Linked DNA regions of Mus musculus: regions 1 and 3 are each linked to region 2. Evidence: chromatin contacts called from public Hi-C and promoter capture Hi-C data. All regions are on one chromosome and are shown on one strand. The core of a region is the stretch at or near the end of the contact, and the rest is flanking DNA. Distances in the headings are between cores, read along the strand shown. Region 1 holds the start of Fra10ac1 (FRA10AC1 homolog (human)). Region 2 holds the start of R3hcc1l (R3H domain and coiled-coil containing 1 like). Region 3 holds the start of Noc3l (NOC3 like DNA replication regulator).

Region 1 (2,700 bases), core at 53-2,552, 4.3 Mb after region 2:
AATAGATAAAAGATGTTTTTTAAAAAGGAACAAAAATGCTAATGCATGTCAAATATTGGTATACAAGAGTTTCATTTAGGCTACAGGAGTTCTTATTAGTGATAAAAGGACAAAGTATTTGGTTTTTAGATATCTATAAAAATTGACTGCTTGACAAATTAACTCAATACTTTAATAATATTAAATTATGAGGTTTCCTATTTACATTTTTAAAGGAAACATTTTTATTGTAGTATAATTCAAATGCACCTTGAAATGCATAAATTTATAATTTTGTAATTAACAAGATTGCAATCGCTGCTCTATGTAAATCAGGGTGTATCTATGATTTGCTGCCAGGAATAAAAAAAGTCTTGAACTGATTGACAGGGATATTGTTATCTACTGGTTAGGATAAAAGATTTAAAATGAACGTGTATTAAGATTCAGAGTTCTTCCTTAACATGGACCCGCTGTAAAAGTGAGAAGCATGCCAGTTCTGTTCAGCAAATGTTTTAGTAGCTCCTGTGATTTCAAAGGCACAGTGTTGGCTGCGGAGTGCGAGATGAATAACTGCTGGTATTGAAGAGAAGCAAGATCTGTACCCAGTGGAAAGAGGAATGGGACGTCACGGTGTAGGGCAAACACAATGCAGGAACAACCCAGTGGAGCTTAAAATAATTTAATTCTGGCTGCCTGAGGTGTTTTTTTTTTTTTTTTTTTTCCTTAAATTTTATATTGGATGCCCTTTCTGCGTGTGCTAGGTTGCTTATTGGCGTAGAATCTGCGACCCTGTGAAATCTTTTTCATTCCCCATTTCTTCTTTTCCTTGCCAACTCGATCTCTTCAGCCGCCAGCACTGCCTTTGGAACAGTATCTATTGTGTGGGTGGCGGAACGCGGGGAAGCTATTTCTGTTCTAATTATGAGCACTGTTTTCGTAGGGGAAAAAGAGGGGGTGATAAGGCAGATCTGAGGCTGAGCTGCTGGCTGGGCGAGGATGCTCGGTGGAGGCGTTACTAAGGTTACTAGAGAGAGGACCGCAGGTGACAGGCGGGGTTTTTCTCTATAGCAATATACATTTTCCAATGAAGGACGTGGGCTGGGCAGTGCCACATTGTACTACATATTGGATTCCCTAGAGGAAAAAGGAGATGGCCCAAAGGAAAAATGAGGGACCAAAGCAGGGAGCCTCTGCTTCCTCTTCCGGGCCTTTTCTTCCGCCGTCTTTGTTTACCCCCGAGCCATTCTGGCTGCAGCACAGAGTCGGCGCGCCGGAGAACGGTGTCTTATCGATGTGACACGCCTCTGAGCCGGGCCGGAAGCGGTTCCCAGCCGGTACCCGTAGGGCCAGGCGTGCAGCGTGCGGTGACAGTGGCGCGGGCGGCGGCGCTGCGTGGCTCTGGAGGACCGGCGCGGACCTGCAGCGGCTCGCTGAGGCCGTGGCTCGTCGCTGCAGCTGTCAGGACTCTTGGGGGCGAACTTGCCAGACAGAGAAGAGCGGAAGGGAAGGGGTGTGTAAGGAGGGCCGTGGGCGTGTTTGATCTCAGAGAGGACTTTGAAACTGGTTCTTAGTAGTTGAGTCTCATTTTTATTTTGACAGATTCGGGAGGCAGCAGATGCCCTATTCTCGAGATTTTCTTAATTCCAGTCAGTTGATAGCATGATTTGAGTGAGAGCTTTTTAGTGAAGCTACTGGGTTAAGATAGCTCAAGGGATGGATGAAGCTGCCCGAGATAAAAAGAAATGTGGCGTCGGAGCAGAGAAGAGGTGTCTGGAATGAGGGGTCAAGATGATCTACTAGTTCCAGGTTCTACTAGTTTCAGGTCTTCCTGTACTAGGTACCGTCCCCAAACTATGTAAGCTTGAGGTTTGGGCTTCTTTACATAACCTCTATGTTAACCTTTACATAAGTGGGGAAGTAGGAGACGCGTCTGTGCCAGCCAGACCTTAGATTCTGCAACTGCTCCAGGCTCCACACTGCGGTTTTCCACCATCAATATATGAAGCACGTGAGGATGGATTAGAGGGTAGTAGAATTTGAACAGCCTTGATGAGATCTGCTAAAAGGTGTGACGTCTAGGTGTATAAGGCAATGATAGCTGTCGGTCAGGAAGAACTGTGGCTTGCAAACCTATGTCTCCAAAGCTTGGCTGTTGCCTTCTCTTTAGCATTTGGTGGGATAAGGAAGAGAGGTATATACTCACACGCCCAAGTTTGAAAATGGAGTTGCAGAGACTCACAGAATTTAATGATTTGACATAGCTACCTTATTTAACAGAATGACAAACAGAAGGTAGTCAAGAACGCAGACACTGGCTATCCTAGCTGTACTTGCCAACACAGATGCTAAAGTTAATGTCTCTTTACCTGGACTGGGTCCTTTCAGCAATAAAGATTGCAACCCACCTTTACCCCTATTAATGTGTGTTACGAATTCTGTACACTTACTGACACAAATACCAAAGCTGAAAAATATTATCACTTGACCTGGACTGGCTCCTTTCAGCTGCAGGAGTTGACTATTGATGATATACAGTAGTAAAATCATCTGTACCCTTGCTCATGTGTGTTCCAAACTCTGTGTAATGCTGGAGTCAGATGCCTTTTCAGGCACAACTGACAGCTGAAGCTTTTCAGCAATTCCAAGACTATCCATCGGAAAATAATAAGACTGACTAAGCCTAGGGGTAAGGAAACTTAGCTTAAGGAGACCTCAGCT
Region 2 (2,700 bases), core at 108-2,607:
GAGACCAGCCAGCCTCCGACTCTGGTACTGGGATTAAAGGCTGCTGTTGCTTGTTATTGTTGTTGTGGTTACTACTAGGGAGAGAATTCAGAGCCTTATGCAATCTTACCAATGAACTACAGACACCTCAACCCTGCGCTAAATAGCTCAGGCAGCTATTATTACATGAGTAAGTAGTGCCTGCAACCCACAAACCCTAGACACTGGTGGTTCAGCACCAAGCTTCGGGAGCTCTAAGTCTTAGGGGATGCTTGTCATGTGTAGTGCTTCCAAGAGCGGAAACCGAGCAACAGGGGCAGCTGGCTGTGTGTCGCATGCTGATGGGCCTCGAAGTTTGACACCGATTCCACAGGTGGTCAAGCCCTAATGTCACCTCTCCGCTTGAAACCTTGCTTTAACACTTGTAGGTTTCATCGCAGTTTCTAAAGACACCATTAACTCCGGTCTTCATAAAGACATGACCGTTGATTTTAAAATCCAACTGACCTGGACCACACAAGAGAGGGTACAGGAACTTTATTTTAAATGTTTTCTAGCACAAACGTCTCACACATAGATCATAACACTGAAAAGCATAGTACAAAAGACCCTGCACCCCCTCTTTTTTTTTCCAGACAGAGAAACCAAGGTGGTGGTAATAGGACTACAAAAGACCACAGGTCCATCAAGTGGCCAACCCATCATCCTCTCAGGATTCAGACTCTATAAACCCCGTACTCTTTCCCTCACAACTCAGATGCGACGAAAAAAAAGTTTGTAAGACAACTTTCGATAAAGTGGGTTGGAAGTTTTCTGAGGACCGCCCGAGAAGAGCAGGAAGAACATCCTACTTTACAAACTGTTCCCGGCCAGCCCATAGCCCGGGGGTCCTAGCAGCGGAGCAGAAGTGCCACTGCCCGGGAATCGCCCGCGGCCCCGGGCTGTCCCGAAGCCACCTCGGTGGTCCACAGCTCCGCAGCCCAGAGGGGTCCTAAGACCCCGCTCGCTACCTGGTGACTGGAGACGATTTCTACCAGAAAGAAGCATTAGGGCAGAGGCCCAAGGCAGGCCTCCGGCCCCTTAGAAAACAGAAGAGACCGGAGGGTGGCCCTCCCGCCCCGGGGCTCCAACAGGTCGAAGGGCGGAAGCTTCCCAATAACCTCCGCCCCAGGCGGGGGCCTGCCCCGCGCGTCACCGGAGGAAAAGAAAACCAGCGTTAACACACAGGAGGAAAGAGGGTCCTCTCCCGAGCCGGAGGAAAGACGCGAGGGCAACCAGCACCAGCTCAGGGAGAGAAAGAATCGGGTTCAAGGGTTCGTGGTTACCGGGACGCTGTCGCTCTCCGCTTCCGCTGCCACCATGAAGCGCCTGCTCTTCCGCTCGCCGCTGGGGTGCGCGCCAGGCCTTGGCTCCGCCCACGCCGCGGGACCTCCTGGGAGTTGTAGTCTTCGCGAGCCCCTGTCGCGTCGCGTGGGGGGCGGGGCCGGCAAATGGAGAGGGCGGGAGGGCGTTGACGCTCCTCTATCTCCTGTATCGTCCATCCTCCATCTCAACCCTCAGCTGTGAAAGCGCTCAAATCTTCTCACGTCCTGCTCAATCATAACCGTGTCTCTTTCCTCGTCCACGGGCGAGTTTCTTCGAGCGTAATCTGCACTTAGCGTCTCTACTTCCTTCCTTGTGTGTGCTGAGTTCTACACTGCAGCTTCTGCCCCCCGCAGAAAATGTCCTTGTTGCAGCCAGTGTCCTTGTCGCCAAACCCACTGCAAGTATTTTCAGGCTGTCTAACTTAAGCATTAGTCATTGAAGCTCTTGGACATTATCATTTATTTTCTATGACACTATCCAGCTTTGCCTTCCTCATTCCATGCCGTTCGACTCGGTCTCTTCCTGTAATTCTCCCCCCCCCCCCCGAACTCACCTCTTGAATATTGTTCTCTGCAATTCTTAGAATAAGGAAGGGGAGCGTCCAGCCCGGCCCCTTTTTTTGCTTTAGCTTATCGTACTCCCAACTTCTAGACGACCCTATCTCATTCCTATCTTGCAGACTTGTCAAAAAATGGCTTGAACGCTTTGGTGGCGCGAATGGTATAGCCCTGTGATTGGCAAACAGGTGAAGTGCCCAGGATTCGATCTCGGAACTATACAAGAAAAAAAGAAATATTTGAAAAGTTCATACTGTGTCTCTCCTCTCTGTTCACTGCCTTCCCATCTATCTCCAATGCCTCTTCATCTACATTTGAATGCTAACCAAACCCTGTAGAGGCTCTCTCTCTAGCATTTGAGTCTGTTCTTTATTTCCACTGCCAGATACTTAATTCCCACTTGCTTAGTTTCTTAGCTGATTACTGTTCTCCTTACTGATCTCAGTACGGCTGTGGGGTCCTTACTGCCAAAGGCCGAGTTGTGTAAATAACAAATTTAATCAAGTCGTGTTTGTGTTAAAACCCTGTAAAGACACCATTCGATTGAGTTTGAGAGAAGGAATGAAGGTGAACACCTTGGAGCTTTTACAAAATAGTAGTTCCCAATCCACTACTCTCCTTCCCATCCCTTACCAGATCTGATTATGGGATAGGTTAGATGTGAGCCTTCCTAAAAAGTTTCCCCCTCGGGTGAGCTGACCACTCAGCAAAATGGTTGTATATTATTGCTTACAATGGGCCAGTGCTGGGGCCGAAAATAATGAGCAGACCAGTGCCTACCCCTGTGGATTTATGGTCC
Region 3 (2,700 bases), core at 74-2,573, 3.7 Mb after region 2:
GGAAGGAGAGAGAACAGGGAGAAAGTTAGAAGGGAGGTGGAAAGACGATGCCAGATAGAAGGCATTTTTCTCTGAGGTGAAAAGCAGAAAGGACTAGTCTTTGTAAGATTACCACTGTTCATGATCTCAGTGGCCCCTGGGTTTCTTCTGGCTTATCTCACCAGCTCAGAACTGTGAGGCCAACAATGTCAGGGCTGTGCTCAAGAACGATATACTTAACCCTGGGCATGGTGACTCTATAATTAGTACTTGGGAAACTGAGACAGGAGCATATTGAGTTGAGGGTCAGTCAAATAACAACGGCGTCTCTTTTTCTTTTTCTTTCTTCCTTTCTTTCTTTCTTTCTTTCTTTTTTTTTTTAAAAAACCTTTAATAGCCTCAAGTTCATCTTTGTGATTAACTTTTTATTTTTATTGTTTTTTATAATTTATTATTTTGTTTGTATATATGTGTGGGTGAGTGCCTGCCTGAGGAGGTCAGAAGAGGTCCTCAGAGATGGATGTGCTGGGAATAGAATCCGGGACTTTCTGGAGGAGCAGCAAGCACTCTTAAACACTGAACCACTTCTCCTGCCCAGTGTTTTATTCTGTTTTTTAATTTAGGAAAAGGTCTTTGGGAGACAAGTACTTAAAATACACATTCTTGCGATGCTTAAATCTTCCTGGAAGAGTTAACGATTCAGTCAGATAGTATCTTTACCAAAAAGGTAACAGAATCCTAATTCTGCAAGTCTCACCAATATAGTACTTTATCATATAATGGTTAAACCCAAAGAAAAAACGATTCCACAGTAAAACCATAGACTTTTTCTCTAGACAGGGACTACACTGGGTAGACTAGGCTCTGTAGACCGGGCCTCGAACTCACAGTGATCCACCTGCCTCTACCTCCCAGTGCTGGGATTAAAGACGTGCTCCACCACGCCTAAACTTAAGTGTGGACTTTCGGTTGGTGGAAGGTGGTGAGAGATCTTTCATCATTCGGTTCAAAGCCCCAGTGCCTGTGGAGGGATGGCTTCCAATAAAGAAGCTGCGGTTGCCCTCTAGAAGATCCAGAAGACGAAGTACCCGCAACAGGCGGAGCCACAAGACGCCGGCGATCAAAACCGCCAAGCCCTCGTCTTTTGTCTTCTCCAGGACTGAAAAGGAATCCGGGCGGGAACCTGCTTGAGTCCTTCAGCTGGGACGCCCACTCGCCCACTCTTCAGCCTCAGCGATTCTCACAAGGGTCAGTCCGTGAGAGACTGAGCCCGGGACCAGAGCCACCAGGGGGCGCACGCACCGCCGCCCGAAGAGGAAGTCCCGCCTCCCGTTTCCGGCGGCAGAAAGGGGGAGAGGCTGAAAGCGTCTTCCGGTTTGGGAAAGGTTGCGCTCAGTGCACGTGTGTCTTTTCCACCCGGCTCCTGCGTGTTCCTCTGTCCGAGTGATCTTGTCTGTGGTACTCCTCGCAGGCCTAAGGATGAAGGCGGTAAGTGCTGTCCGAACCCCGGCCCCCGGGAGTTGTGGCTGCTTGGGTTGACAGGGTCTCCCTCTGCCTGGCTTATCTTTCCCTTAGGTTTTGAGTCTGGTATAGGGGGCGGTGGCCTAACTTGGTGCTCCCTAGCCGATCTATGCTCCATCCACTTTGGGTCATTACTGGGGCTTTTGCTTCCTCGCCCACTACGCCCAAGCACGACCTCAGGCTGCAGATGCGAGGCCAGCACCGGGCCCTGCCACCGAATGGTGTCAGACTGAAGGGTTTTCCAAACTGTCTCTCGAATCTTATACACACGAGAAGCAAGTCTAAAGTTCCTTGAACCTGTTTTGTGAGACACTGAACCCGAAGAGAGCCTGTTTCCTCCTTAAAGTGTAAGGTGATAGGAAGGCTGGTGATTTTTCCCAGATGGAGAGGGAATTTAGAAGTAGCCTTGGGATTTGGATTACAAAGCACTTACCAGCGAGAGCGCTGGAATAACTTCTGTAACCTTCGCTTCTTTATGAATGACGTGAGGATTATTATTATTTAGGGTGTTGGGAAGTGTGAGTGCTTTGTAAATAATAAACCGACAAATGAATGTCAGTTGCTAAAGGCATCCATTATTTTGCTCTGAATGTGTTGCCGTACCAGTGTTAGACTAGCCTTGAATGACCGTTTGCCACAGAGAAGAGATTCATAATGTTTTGCTTTCAGATTGCACACGTGAGAGACTAGATTCAGATCACAGGGAAATCCCGTGTGGAGCAACTGATGCTCTAGTGCCATTCTGTAGGATTGCTTACTGCCGTGCATTGGTTTTTAGTTCTTACACAGGACCCGTGGTTGTGAGACAGTTTTGAAATTTGCTTTATTTAATCTATAAAGAGTTTTCCTTCACCTGATTTTAAAAATAATCAGAATTTCTTAGTTGTAGTGTCTCTTCTGTTGTTGTTTTCTAGAGAAGAAATAAAAAGCAGGTCCCAAGCTTTCGCAAGTTGATAAAAACTAGTAAAGTGAAACTTGAAAACAAATTGAAAAATAAGCAATTTAAACAACAAAGTACCATCAAGAAGTACCGAAAAGAGCAGAGGAAACTAAGGCAAGCTGTAAAAGATGCTGTGTCTAAAAAACCCATTCCGCTGGAGGACCCAAAGAGCAAACGGCCAGGTAACGAAAGTGTTCACTTACGCTGGAATGTTCTCCATGGAAGTGACTTGTTTTCTAGTGTCCACTTGTCCTGTGTTC

What was found. Promoter capture Hi-C pulls out the DNA fragments that hold promoters and counts their contacts. Hi-C and Micro-C count contacts between places; a contact is called where the count stands out from the background.
Region 1: a contact with region 2 is called in a Hi-C map of double positive thymocytes, with 17 times the contacts expected there. The contact joins the promoter of Fra10ac1 here to the promoter of R3hcc1l in region 2. A contact is called at or near these places in 1 of 39 promoter capture datasets (pre-B cells) and 1 of 484 Hi-C or Micro-C datasets (double positive thymocytes).
Region 3: a contact with region 2 is called in a promoter capture Hi-C map of pre-B cells. The contact joins the promoter of Noc3l here to the promoter of R3hcc1l in region 2. A contact is called at or near these places in 1 of 39 promoter capture datasets (pre-B cells) and 1 of 484 Hi-C or Micro-C datasets (pre-B cells).

What each region holds. Positions count from the first base shown.
Region 1 is chr19:38,222,754-38,225,453 of GRCm38.p6, reverse strand. It overlaps Fra10ac1 (FRA10AC1 homolog (human)), which reads left to right and starts at 1,302. Exons shown (of 14, transcript NM_001081075.2): 1 at 1,302-1,492.
Region 2 is chr19:42,517,462-42,520,161 of GRCm38.p6, reverse strand. It overlaps R3hcc1l (R3H domain and coiled-coil containing 1 like), which reads right to left and starts at 1,357. Exons shown (of 7, transcript NM_177464.4): 1 at 1,305-1,357.
Region 3 is chr19:38,817,860-38,820,559 of GRCm38.p6, reverse strand. It overlaps Noc3l (NOC3 like DNA replication regulator), which reads left to right and starts at 1,323. Exons shown (of 21, transcript NM_021315.2): 1 at 1,323-1,467; 2 at 2,415-2,622. The coding sequence starts at 1,459.